Regions from separate parts of the Danio rerio genome. Here region 2 is linked to region 1. The links are chromatin contacts, called in public Hi-C maps. All regions are on one chromosome and are shown on one strand. Each heading gives the region's core, a stretch centred on a gene start, on an enhancer-like site or on the middle of the called end of the contact. The rest is flanking DNA. Distances are from core to core; before and after follow the strand shown. Region 1 overlaps st8sia2 (ST8 alpha-N-acetyl-neuraminide alpha-2,8-sialyltransferase 2). Region 2 holds the start of si:dkeyp-59c12.1.

What was found. Hi-C and Micro-C count contacts between places; a contact is called where the count stands out from the background.
Region 2: a Hi-C map of an unstated tissue shows a contact between it and region 1, with 5 times the contacts expected there. The contact joins the promoter of si:dkeyp-59c12.1 here to the enhancer-like site in region 1. A contact is called at or near these places in 1 of 18 Hi-C or Micro-C datasets (an unstated tissue) and 1 of 4 datasets of contacts at active chromatin or transcription factors (caudal fin).

The regions. Positions count from the first base shown.
Region 1 is chr18:26,450,372-26,455,994 of GRCz12tu, forward strand. st8sia2 (ST8 alpha-N-acetyl-neuraminide alpha-2,8-sialyltransferase 2) reads right to left here. Exons shown (of 6, transcript NM_153662.1): 6 at 2,906-3,755. The coding sequence ends at 3,470. Among named protein-coding and RNA genes, the nearest start is that of fam174b, 24 kb to the left of the region's middle. Within about 2 kb of position 3,505, at least 6 of the 62 cell types and tissues checked have an H3K27ac peak or open chromatin away from gene starts, as enhancers often do.
Region 2 is chr18:26,648,461-26,654,083 of GRCz12tu, forward strand. It overlaps si:dkeyp-59c12.1, which reads left to right and starts at 3,243. Exons shown (of 4, transcript NM_001044330.1): 1 at 3,243-3,315; 2 at 3,422-3,475; 3 at 3,557-3,633; 4 at 3,995-4,423. The coding sequence starts at 3,243. The coding sequence ends at 4,423. It overlaps LOC141378836 (a long non-coding RNA gene), which reads right to left and starts at 3,106. Exons shown (of 5, transcript XR_012394331.1): 1 at 3,059-3,106.

The sequences.
Region 1 (5,623 bases), core at 2,255-4,754:
ATACTATGTAGGCACATTTCTAAAACATACAGTATGCGTTTCAAAACTTTTACAAAAACTGTAAAGCAAAACAAATGTATTGCCAACAGGAAAACTAATTCTAAAAGGCACGTAAGTCTATATCCACAGATCTGTTTTTTTTGTGTAGTTGTTTGTAATATAAAAGCATGGATCATAATATAATTAACCGAGAAAGTAAATTTTTGTCATGGACCATATTTCTAAAAATAATCTTGCAAAGTTGTTGGAAGCAGGGTAACAAGCACTGTTAATAGCCTAATGTTAGCTTTTCAAATCTTGAGTTTGCATATAAGATCCAAAAGTGATAAAAGTTACATTATCGTGTGAGAATTATCTGGCTGGACAAAACGTGCAAGTGTAATGAACTGTGTTTGATCCCAGAGCTTAGTATTTGCAATCTTCAAAATGCCTATGAGAAAACCCTATGGGGATTTTATGCTAGCAGCTGATTGGCCTACAAGGGGACTTCATAGTTCCTTCACTCTATAGTCACGGCACAATAAGCAAATCCCAGCTGGGTCAGTCCATTTTTTGGGTCCCCTTGAACCATTTCCATTGAGTTCTGTGCCATTTACATGGGGTGTGAGAAATTGCAGCACGGTTTCTTGATTTGCTTGCCTTGTGAGAATTCTCATCGTGTTTTTAAAATTTTTTTATTTGTTGTCGTTGAGAGGATTTACAACGTATATGGTGTCAAATGGATGAAGATCTTTTCTTAATTTGCTGGTGTTCTTTGTAATTCAATGTGTTTTCTTAAACTGCTGCATGTTAAGCTCTCTCTGGCACTGACAAATTACCCACACCGCATTTTGAATGAGAACAGGAGTAATTTCTGCCTTGGCTATCGATTACCAACATTTATCTTTTTTTTTTTATCTTTTAAAAATGCAGCAGCACAAAAAAGCTGTATGTTAGTGTACCTGGACAGTTACAACACACTGTTGTCAGGAAATTTGAGAGAAGCTGTGATGTTGTTTATCATCACTATTTACAGTTTAAGCACTTTTTTCTGTTAAATTTGACATGAACTGCTAGAACGCCGATAAAGGTGTTTACATACAAAGGAAAATTGTGGTGTTGGGCCAAAAACTACCCGTTATGATTGAATTATGTTTCTGCTGTTTTTTTACCTTAGAAATCCAGGTAATGTGTTAACATGACATTACTTACAAACTTATGAAACATTATGAAGCTCTGGAATGTGCATGTAAACAAACTAACTAGGCAACTTTAGTGCTGACACCTTATGGAGAAGCAAAGTAGTGCAAAAACAAAAGTACATAAAAGTCCTATACTGATCAATTTTGCTTCACACAATGTGCGTGGACCCTAGCATACATAAAAAGCAAAGTACACTTTGGGCTCAACGGTCACAACACTACTCACTATGTCTTTCTAAGGCAACTTTGTCAAGTTTCACATGATGCAGCATAACATTTTTTCCTACTTGAGGCACTAAATTATCATCCAAAGTACTGTCTAAAATGTATACAACAACATAGTGGTAAAACCCCTCTAAAATATTAATTCGAAGTCTAAACTGTACCATTTTAATTGTGAAAAAAACAGTCCTACATTCAGTCATGCCATCTGTGGGCTAAACAGACACATCGACTGTAAAGGCAACATCAACAAAAAAGACAATCATGATTTAGATGTTCCTTATTTTACACAAAATGTTCCAAAGGCTGAAGACAAAATGAAACTCTTATTTCAGGATTTCTGCAGGGTTTTAAAAAGTACAACATTTCAAAATAATAATTTTAAGCCTTAAATGGGTAGTTTACAAAAATATATTTAATTCTGTCATCATTTTCTCATTTATTTTCCCTACTTTGGAAGTCAATGGTTACTGTTTCCAGCTTTCTTCAGAACATCATCTTTTGTGTTCAACAGAAGAAAGACTCAAACTTCAAATATACGCACGCACGCACACACACACACAAATAATACATTAACACATATTATGGACTCACGACAAGGGATGCGTTTCTTCTGTACACAAATTAGTGTCATAGGCCCTTTGAAAATCAGTACATTCTTAAGTTTGCGGATGACATCATTATTGTAAGTTTGATGGTTGATGAGGAGGCAGAACATGGACCTGTTGTTGAGTATTTTACAAATTGGTGTTGAGAGGCTGGTCTCTATCTGAACACAGAAAACGAAAGAGATGTGCATTGACCTGCGGCAGAAGCAGGATGTAGTTTTAAGTACTATGGTTGATAACCACCAAATTGAATTAGTGGAAAGTAATAAGCACCTAGGTACTATGGACCTTTTTCATAAGCCTCATAAGACTTTAAAGTTTTTAATATTTTTATTCTTTTTAAAACTTATGAACATTTCTGTGTTTATGTAAGTAGTATATCATCATTTTTTGCCATTCGAATCAAAGAATTAACGTGTCTATGGGAAAGTACAGCAAATTTGACATTATTTTCTCCTCTGGCTGCCGTCATCAGTCTCACTCGATTATTTTCCTTTTTCTGATAGCCTTTATAACATCATCATATCATTTTTCTTATATTATAACAAAAAAAACAATTGTGAAAAATTATTTGTTGTATTTTCCCATTTACTGTGCTCCAAGTTTTCTTTGATGGTGGCATTTTATAATTTTCATTGATTTGTTGGTTTGCTATCTTAAAAGTAAAACAGAGGAACTTGCTGTCTGAGGTTTTAAAAACCTGCAGCAAAGTATCAGGGATAAAAGTGCCTGGGTTGTCCTATTTGTATGAAAGGCCATCAGATTACATCTGATATATTTCATTCTCTTTTTGTTTCATTTTAAATACTTCCCTCAGGATCTTTGGCAAAGATTTAAATTTTCATTTATTCCTTTTGCAATTGGTTTGCTGAATTTTAATGGGAAGAGGTAGTTTTTTTTTTTTTTTGTACTACTAATGTTGTTTAATGTTTGTCTTAAGTGTGTGGTGTGATATATGTGTTGTAAATCTAGTATGCTGCAGAAAAAAATTCTCCTAAAAGGTGACAATAAAGTTTACAGTAACAGTATGACAAGAAAACAAAATCAATATTTGTGATTTAGGTCTTTGAAATAAAAAAAAAAATGAAATGACATTCATCATGTTTCTGAATTAGTCCTAAAGTCTTTTTTATGAAACCTGCAGAAACCCTGTATTTTCTCCTCTACGATTTGCTTCCATCTTGTGGCCATATTTGGCATTTAATAAACTAAGACACTTAATGAATGATGTAAAAAACAAATGATATGAAAAAAAACTAACACCAGAAAGGGGCTTCTTATCAAACAGCATGGGGGATTAAAAACCTTTTTAAAATTGAACACTTTGGAAAACATCCCCTCTTCATATATTGCGTTCTCACTTATGGTCAAAGATTTACCTGAAATATTCAGTTGTTCCAGACTTTTTCACAGCATTTCCTTCCTTTGTGTGTGTGTAAGGTCCAGTGTTTAAAGAATTCATGTAGGAGGTTTGCATGGTCCCGTGTGCAGCCGCAGCGCCCCCTGTCTGTGAAGAGCACTTAAGGTCCTAAACTCCAGAGGCATTGTGTGTGGACTGGCACTAGATGTGTAGTGGTACGTTAGTGTATCATAGTAGTGATACTTGACTGGTTTGCCGTCAGGGTCGTGAGCGAAGGGCCAGAAGCCATACAGGTGGATCTCATCACAAAAGCGAGTAGCCATGGTGTACATCAGCAGTCCAGTGGTGGGACGTTTGATCTGGACATGGTTGGTCAGCCAGTAACTGTTAAAAACAACAACAACAACAGGATAATAAAATAAGAATAAATATATACAATAAATAAACTTTATTAGGATTAACTATACACTCATCATCATTTATTATACAAAAGTGGGTATAATTTTCTTTAATCTACATGTGTTTTTGTAATATAACATTCAGAAAACACAAAAGGTTGTGCAAGCTTTGTTCAAAAGGTTGAGATCAGTAATATTTCAGCTCTTAAACTCAAGGAGGCTACATTTATATGGTAAAAAACATAAGACTAGTAAAATTATGAAATATTACAATACAAAGCAACTACTTTCTATTTTAGTGAAGTTTTTAAAGTTATGTCCAGAGGAGCACATGATCGCGGGTGTTCTCTTATCCATAATCAGTAATAATCCAATCAGATTGATCCAAGCCTACTATAAATAGACCGCTTTCACCCTACTGCCTTGTCTTCGTTTTGGAAAAATACCCCCTTCCACCCCATCTACTCCTTTTCCTTTTGTTCTAAGGGGAGCTCTCAAGACCTACCTGATCTCAGACCCCCTTACCTGCTAAAAGACCTGGCAGGGGCCCTGAGTTCATTTATCTGCAAGCTCAGGGTTCTCTACCAGGGCAACATGCCAAACCTGCTAATAGAGTCCAGCAATATCTGTGTGAACTCTTCCAATGTCATTTATACATGTGATACAAAGATTTTTTAAACCCTCATTACTTCAGTGTCATATGATCCTTCAGAAATCATTCTAACATACTAGATTAATTGTCAAATGTTAAAATGTTGTTAAATTTATATGATCCAGATGTTTTAATGAGCTCAAAGTAAGAACGTTCATTTGAAATAGAAATCTGAAATTTTGCTGAAAATGATCATTTTAAAGGTTTTAAACAGCTTTTTAATTTCTGAATAAAAACCTATTTTGAGTTTTTAAAAGAAACCAAAACACATTTTTTCAGCTTTTCTATAATCTGAAAATAAAAAGGAATAATCTGAAATTTGAAGCTCACTTTTTTGTGATCTTAACCATTGCAAAAAAGCATCAAGTTCTTTTATGACGTATTTATCCCTTTTACAAGATGTAAGATAAGCTTTTCAGCTCAAAATACCCATCAGGTTATTTATTATAACCTCCAGAATCTGCCCATTTTGGTGTCTGAATACATTGTAGCGGTTTCTGTAGCCTGTGGCTTTAAATCTAAATGAACTGGTTCTCCCTGCCCACAGTTCCTCCGTGCATGTCTGCTTCTCATCATCAGCTAGATCAGATAAACAGCACAGTGACAGACTCGGATGAAGCTGAAATACGGCTCAGTCAAAAATACCAAGTAAGTTTATTTGATGTATTTGTGGTGGAGTCTATTTAAGCATTTCTGAAATGATGAGTCTCAAACAAATGTTGTTTGCAGTATAAACACACACACTCACAAATTAGAGTTTACTGACACTATGCAGCCGTGGTAATTTTAACGGTTAGGAATTACATAGCGATTTTACTGTCTTATAAAAATCACAGTTGTAACAAATATTTTAATCCAGTTTATTTGCTAAAATAAATGTACTAAGGACATGTGAATACATGTCATTATAAAAAACATGGTACCTGTCAATCAATTTGGTGGGCGAAAAAAAATAAATAAATAAAAAAAAAAAAACGTATTCCTACATCACAATGCGGTGTACCTCAAAATCACTGGGATTTGGGTCCTATTTTAACATCAAGAAATAAAAAAAAAAATAAATAAAAACAAAAGAGAGACTTGTTGTGTGTTTATCACTCCAATATGACAATGGGCACACTATACCTACACACAATTGTGTCCAAACAGCTTACAAAAGTTGATTTTCATCATAGGTGCCCTTTTAAGTGGGCACAAAGTCA
Region 2 (5,623 bases), core at 1,993-4,492, 200 kb after region 1:
TTTTTAAAAAACATTTATTGACTGCAGTGTCTTGCCTTAAAAGAATAGCTCACCCAAAAATACATTTACTCACCCTCAAGTGTTTCAAAACCTTTAGTAAGAGTTTCTTTTTCCTGTTAAACACACACTTATTTTAAAGATATTTTGAAAAATGTTAGAAACCTGTTAAAAAAGTAAATGGTTACAGGCTTTCGGCATTTTTCAAATGATCTTCTTTTGTGTTCAACAGAAAAAGGAAATTCCAAGAGAAGGAGTAAAATATGCCGTTTTGACTGCATTTATTTAATCAAAAATACAGTACAAATTGCAAAATTGTGAAATGTTATTACATTATAAAAGAACTGTTCAAAGTAGTTTATAATTTAATTTAATTCATTAATTATTGATTTTAAAAATTATTTTTATCTTCATTACTCCAGTCTTTAGAGTTGCATGATCCTTAACAAACCACTGTAATATTAATAATAATAATAATAATAATTTTAATAATAATAATAATAGAGAGTGATTTATTAAGGATCATGTATTATAGTATTTTTTTTTAGAAAATTATTCTGTTCATCAAGGTGACATTTATTAAATGTAAAAAAAAGTTAAATATTTGTTAAAATTTTAAATAACTGCTTTCTTATTGTATGTAGTTTCAAATGAAATTATTACTCCAGTCATCATTGCTTTTACCAATATTTAATAATAATAAATAATATTTATTATTGTTATTATTATTAATGGTAAAAGCAATGATGACTGGAGTAATAATTTCATTTGTTTTTTAAACATTTAATAAATGTCACCTTGATGAACAGAATAATTTTCTAAAAAAAATAAAAATAAAAAAAAACTGACCCCAAACTTTTGACTGGTAGTGTATATATAGACACAAACACACACCAGCAGCTCAGCAGGGTGACTTCAGGTCAGTAGCAGGGAAAGATTATGCAGACCCCCAGATACTGAACACTTTCTACACAGGCACTATTTAAAGCATCCCATCAGGTAGGATTACGGCCTGGCATGAGAGCAGATCTACTCAGCATGCAGGAAACGTGCGGACAGTCAGCTGAGCGTTTGACTTGAGATATAGTACTGAACTATGCAGATGTCTAGGAATCAATGAAGGTCACTGCAATCCAAACAAAAGCCCATTCTCTCTACTGTAGTGAGGAAAATGGTACCTCTTCCTTTGGGCCAAAATATAAATCAAGTAGAGCTGCACCCTTTAGGCCACCCATATCTTTAATGAGAAGACTGGTGGCCACACGCAAACCATGACTTTATTCGTTATATAAATGCTTAGTATACACAAATGGCTGTTATTCTTTCAGTAAGTCTATGTTTTAGATTTGATATACAGCATTATCATGTAAACATATTCCTCTGACAGAGCTCCAAGGTAGAAAAAGCATATAATAATGAATAAAAAATAATACTTGTCATACATTATAAGCCGAACAAATTACACAATATAAAATAAATCTAATTAAAATGTTTAAGAAAATACATTTAATAAACCTAAAATAAAGATACATAAACAATTTGTTATTGTAAAAACACATAAGAATGTGTAGCATAATATAAATACTAATTTACCTTATTATTTATTTATTTATTTTTCTAAACCAACTCTGGCACGAAAGCTTTGTAATTTTTGGGATTATGCTGAGCCCTAGTGGCCAAATGTGGACAAGGCACTTCATTTTAACTTTCCATAACTATTTTCCACAGTCCAAACAGCAAAAGGATGTTGTTGATGACCATTTTTAGTTCTCAACCTACAGTATTTAAAAAAAAAAAAAAAAAAAAAAACTGTTAAAAAGTGTATTTTAGATGACTACTATGCTAAAACTGTGAGGTGGAATGCATTGAATACACAGACACTATTTAGGACTGAACAAGATTTTTAAAACAACAAACTAAAACAGTACTTTTTTTTGACTAGTTATACACTGCAACTATTGTAAAAAGAAAGAAAAGAAGAACATTCTACACAAACGCGTTTTATGAAAACATAAATGGCAGCTTAATGCTTTTCATAATCATACATCTATTTAAAGAACACAACATATAATTTGTTTGTCACCAGTGTTATCTACGTTTTTTAAATATTAACAGCTTTTATAAAACAACATTTCCTGGTTATTTTCAGCACATTTAGTTAGAGTTAAAGAAAACAAAATAATGATACTGTAACAGATATGAAGCTTGTTTTATTTGTTTTATTAAAAGTGTGATTTAGTGATACAAGTTAATTTCATTACCATATACAGTATGTGCAATAACAATGAAAATATTTGAAATGATGAATGTGTATTTATGCATTCCTTAATCATAAATCTTGTGTGTAGTAGAATACAAGGGATGTAAAGTTATTTCTTGTCACATGTGACATAGTTTAAGTAATGTTATGGAGAGAACAAAAAACCCAACAACAACAGTATTATTGACGTAATGAATCACCAGTAAGAAACATAATGACATTCAGTGTTACACATAAAAATAAAACACCAATGACATTTTTTCATGTCTGAAGGCTGTTGACTAAATTAAGTAGTCCAATCAATTCATATTCTAGCAACAGAGATCATACCAGCGAGGCCAAAAGCTTCATATAAAATCATGAATAATTTCTGATGGGCCTTTCTTTATAAATCTTTAGGAAACATGAAGAAGAAAGTCAAGTTATGTCATATTATTTGGTTCAAAATAATAGATTTGTGTTAAACCATAACAGCAATGCCATGTTCCAAGGCATCAATACTTTAGTAGACTAATGTGCATAATAGTGTTTGATTTAAATATTTAAAAAAAAAAATTGAACCTAAAGATTTAATATTTTTGTTACACTAGGGACAGAAAAACTTTAATTTCTGTGGAATGACCCCAAACCCTGGATCAGTGTCTACAAACCTGCTAGTCCACTCATGCCACCTTGTGGACTTAAACAGGTTACTTTTCTGACAAAAAAATCTTTGTAAACAATAAACAGTGGTCAAACAAGTACAGTATTCACACTTACGATAAAGAAAATATGATAACTAAATTCAGGAATTTGACTTACAGCCGCTTGCTATTTGCTCCTCCAGTAGTTCATGAAACCAAACTCTTTGATTAAACTCACCGGCGATGCATCATCATATCATCATCACGGGAGCGAGCACGTCTAAGCTCCGCCTTCTCCTCAACTTTGTTGACAGCTGCGGAGACGCGCCAGATCATTCTCTCGCAGCATCTTTCTAAACAACATGACTGGACTAAACGGACAGAGAATGGACGCAAACGTCGTTGTTCTAGGCACTGACAATGTTGGTAAATCTGGTGAGTTTATTAACTAGCAATAAGTTTATAACATGCATGCGTTTCTCTTTTTTGTTCTGCTTTTCTCACATAAGTAACGTTTATGATTGCAACTTTTGTTTTGCAGCTCTCATTGTCCGGTTCCTGACTCGCAGATTTATTGGGGAATATGGTGATATCGGTAAGTAGTTCATTCATTGGCTTATTTATAAGTTTTGTTATGTTTCTTTCTTAATGTTTCACAAACCTGTTTTCTCTGTAGAATCGTTTTACACTCACAATATTGTTGTGGATGGACGAGAGCAAACTCTGAATATATGGGATGCGCCGTATTCACAGGTGAGTAATGTTTCAGAACCTATTTGTATATATAACAAGTAATAGTAACGAAAGGTATAATAGTAATAATAAATAAATATTATTTAGAAGAAAAATAATAACAGCATAAACCAGTCTAAAATGCTGGTTCACTATCTCGGCCGTGTTGGCTGGTTTTAAGCTGACACATAAAATTTCTGTAGTGAATATATTAAATACTCTGGTTTAAATGCTGAACGAATACCCAGTGTTTGTCTTATCAACAGCTGTAGCTCAGCATAAAAGTTTAGTTTGATCTTTTTTTCATGTATAAAATGCTCTTTATTGAATAACATTACACCATTTGAAATATTGAATTAACACCCAGTGGTTGTCTTTTCAGCAGGACCCATCCTTCGAGACTCTGCTGTGTGAGAAAAGACTTCAGTGGGCGGACGGTTTGGTGCTGGTCTACAGCATTTGTGACAGAGCCAGTTTCAACACTGTCTCCAGACTCGTTCATACAATAAAAACCACCAAAGACTTTCTGGGCTTTGAGAAGATGCCCATAGTTATAGTAGGAAACAAGAGAGACCTGCACCATCGCCGTACAGTGCTTAGTGAGGAGGGCCGGCTGCTTGCACTCTCAGCGGATTGTCAGTTTTATGAGGTCTCGGCTGCTGAGAACTACCACAGCGTTCTCATGGTTTTCCATGGGCTGGTGGATCGTATCAGAGAATCCAGAGTGTCTGTGAAGAAGTTAGCAGGCATTAAGGGAATTGTGAAGAGCATGTCTGCAGTGTTTGCCCGCAGGCGAACAGATTCACTGTGAAGCTGATGGGAGTTCTGGAAATAAAGCCTATTAGGTCTGATATGACCTATTTTAGACCCACTGAGAGAGATGAACCCTGCTCTCGTTCAGGACCTCTCATGTAACTACAGCTGGACCTTCCGCTTGGGCACTTAAGAGGTTGCCCTAACATGTCTGCCAAGGTGATGGCTTCCACTGAGAACATGTTGAATATAGGGAGCTGTCAAGAAAAGTGAAAGTCCATTGTCTGGGGAGAAATAGGAGAAATAAGTGTTTTAGGGTGTGTTCACACTTGGCAAGCTTGGCAATGTGGTTTTCATAAGAGTTTGAAATCTTTAATGTGACCACAGCTAGACCCTCTGTATGAGCAACTAAGGCTGCATTTACAAAAATGCAAGTGTTATCTTATATGGAGTCTTAGACTGAAAATGCTCCTTGTCCATACTGGTGTTTTTATACGTTTAAAAAACAAAAACATGTCCACACTATAAAATAGAAAAAACAAATGATACAGTGCTCAGCATATATACAGTAAGTACACCCCTCACAATTTATATTTTAAATACATATTTTTAATAGGATGCTATACAATATTATACTTGTGCATATGCATTAGATTAGTCAGTACTGAGGCAAAATCTGGAGCTTAGCTAACAAAATAACTTATGACAACGGTCCAAAAACTAGTACACCCAAATTTATGTTACAGAAAAATAATAAATACGAATTTAAAAAAGAGGAAAAATCAAGTGAAGCAAAATAATAATAATAAAAAAATGAAATGATGTAGGTTGTAATTTTTGTTTTAAATATTCATCAAAGGCGGCAAAAAATACAAATTTATTAAATGAAAAAAGCTTACACAAAGCGCTTGTAATTTTTGTTTTGCAATATTTAGCTTGAATTAAATTGTATTATCTTTCAATTTTTTAAATATGTTTGGTGACTAAAATATTATTTTAATAAATGTTTTTGTTTAATAAATCTGTTTTGTTTAAGTGCATCAAAATACATTGCCTATATTGACTGAGAAATGGATTTTAAAATGGGGTGTACATAATTATGCTGAGCACTGTATGCATACATAGCACTGATAGCCTTTGTTTTTCAAAAGTTAGCATTTTAGTCAGTCTACATTGAAAAGGAACACCAGTGTAAACTGGTTCCAGAATAAAACAGGGTCTACAATTATTTTTAAGACATTTCACTAGTAAGTTTGCT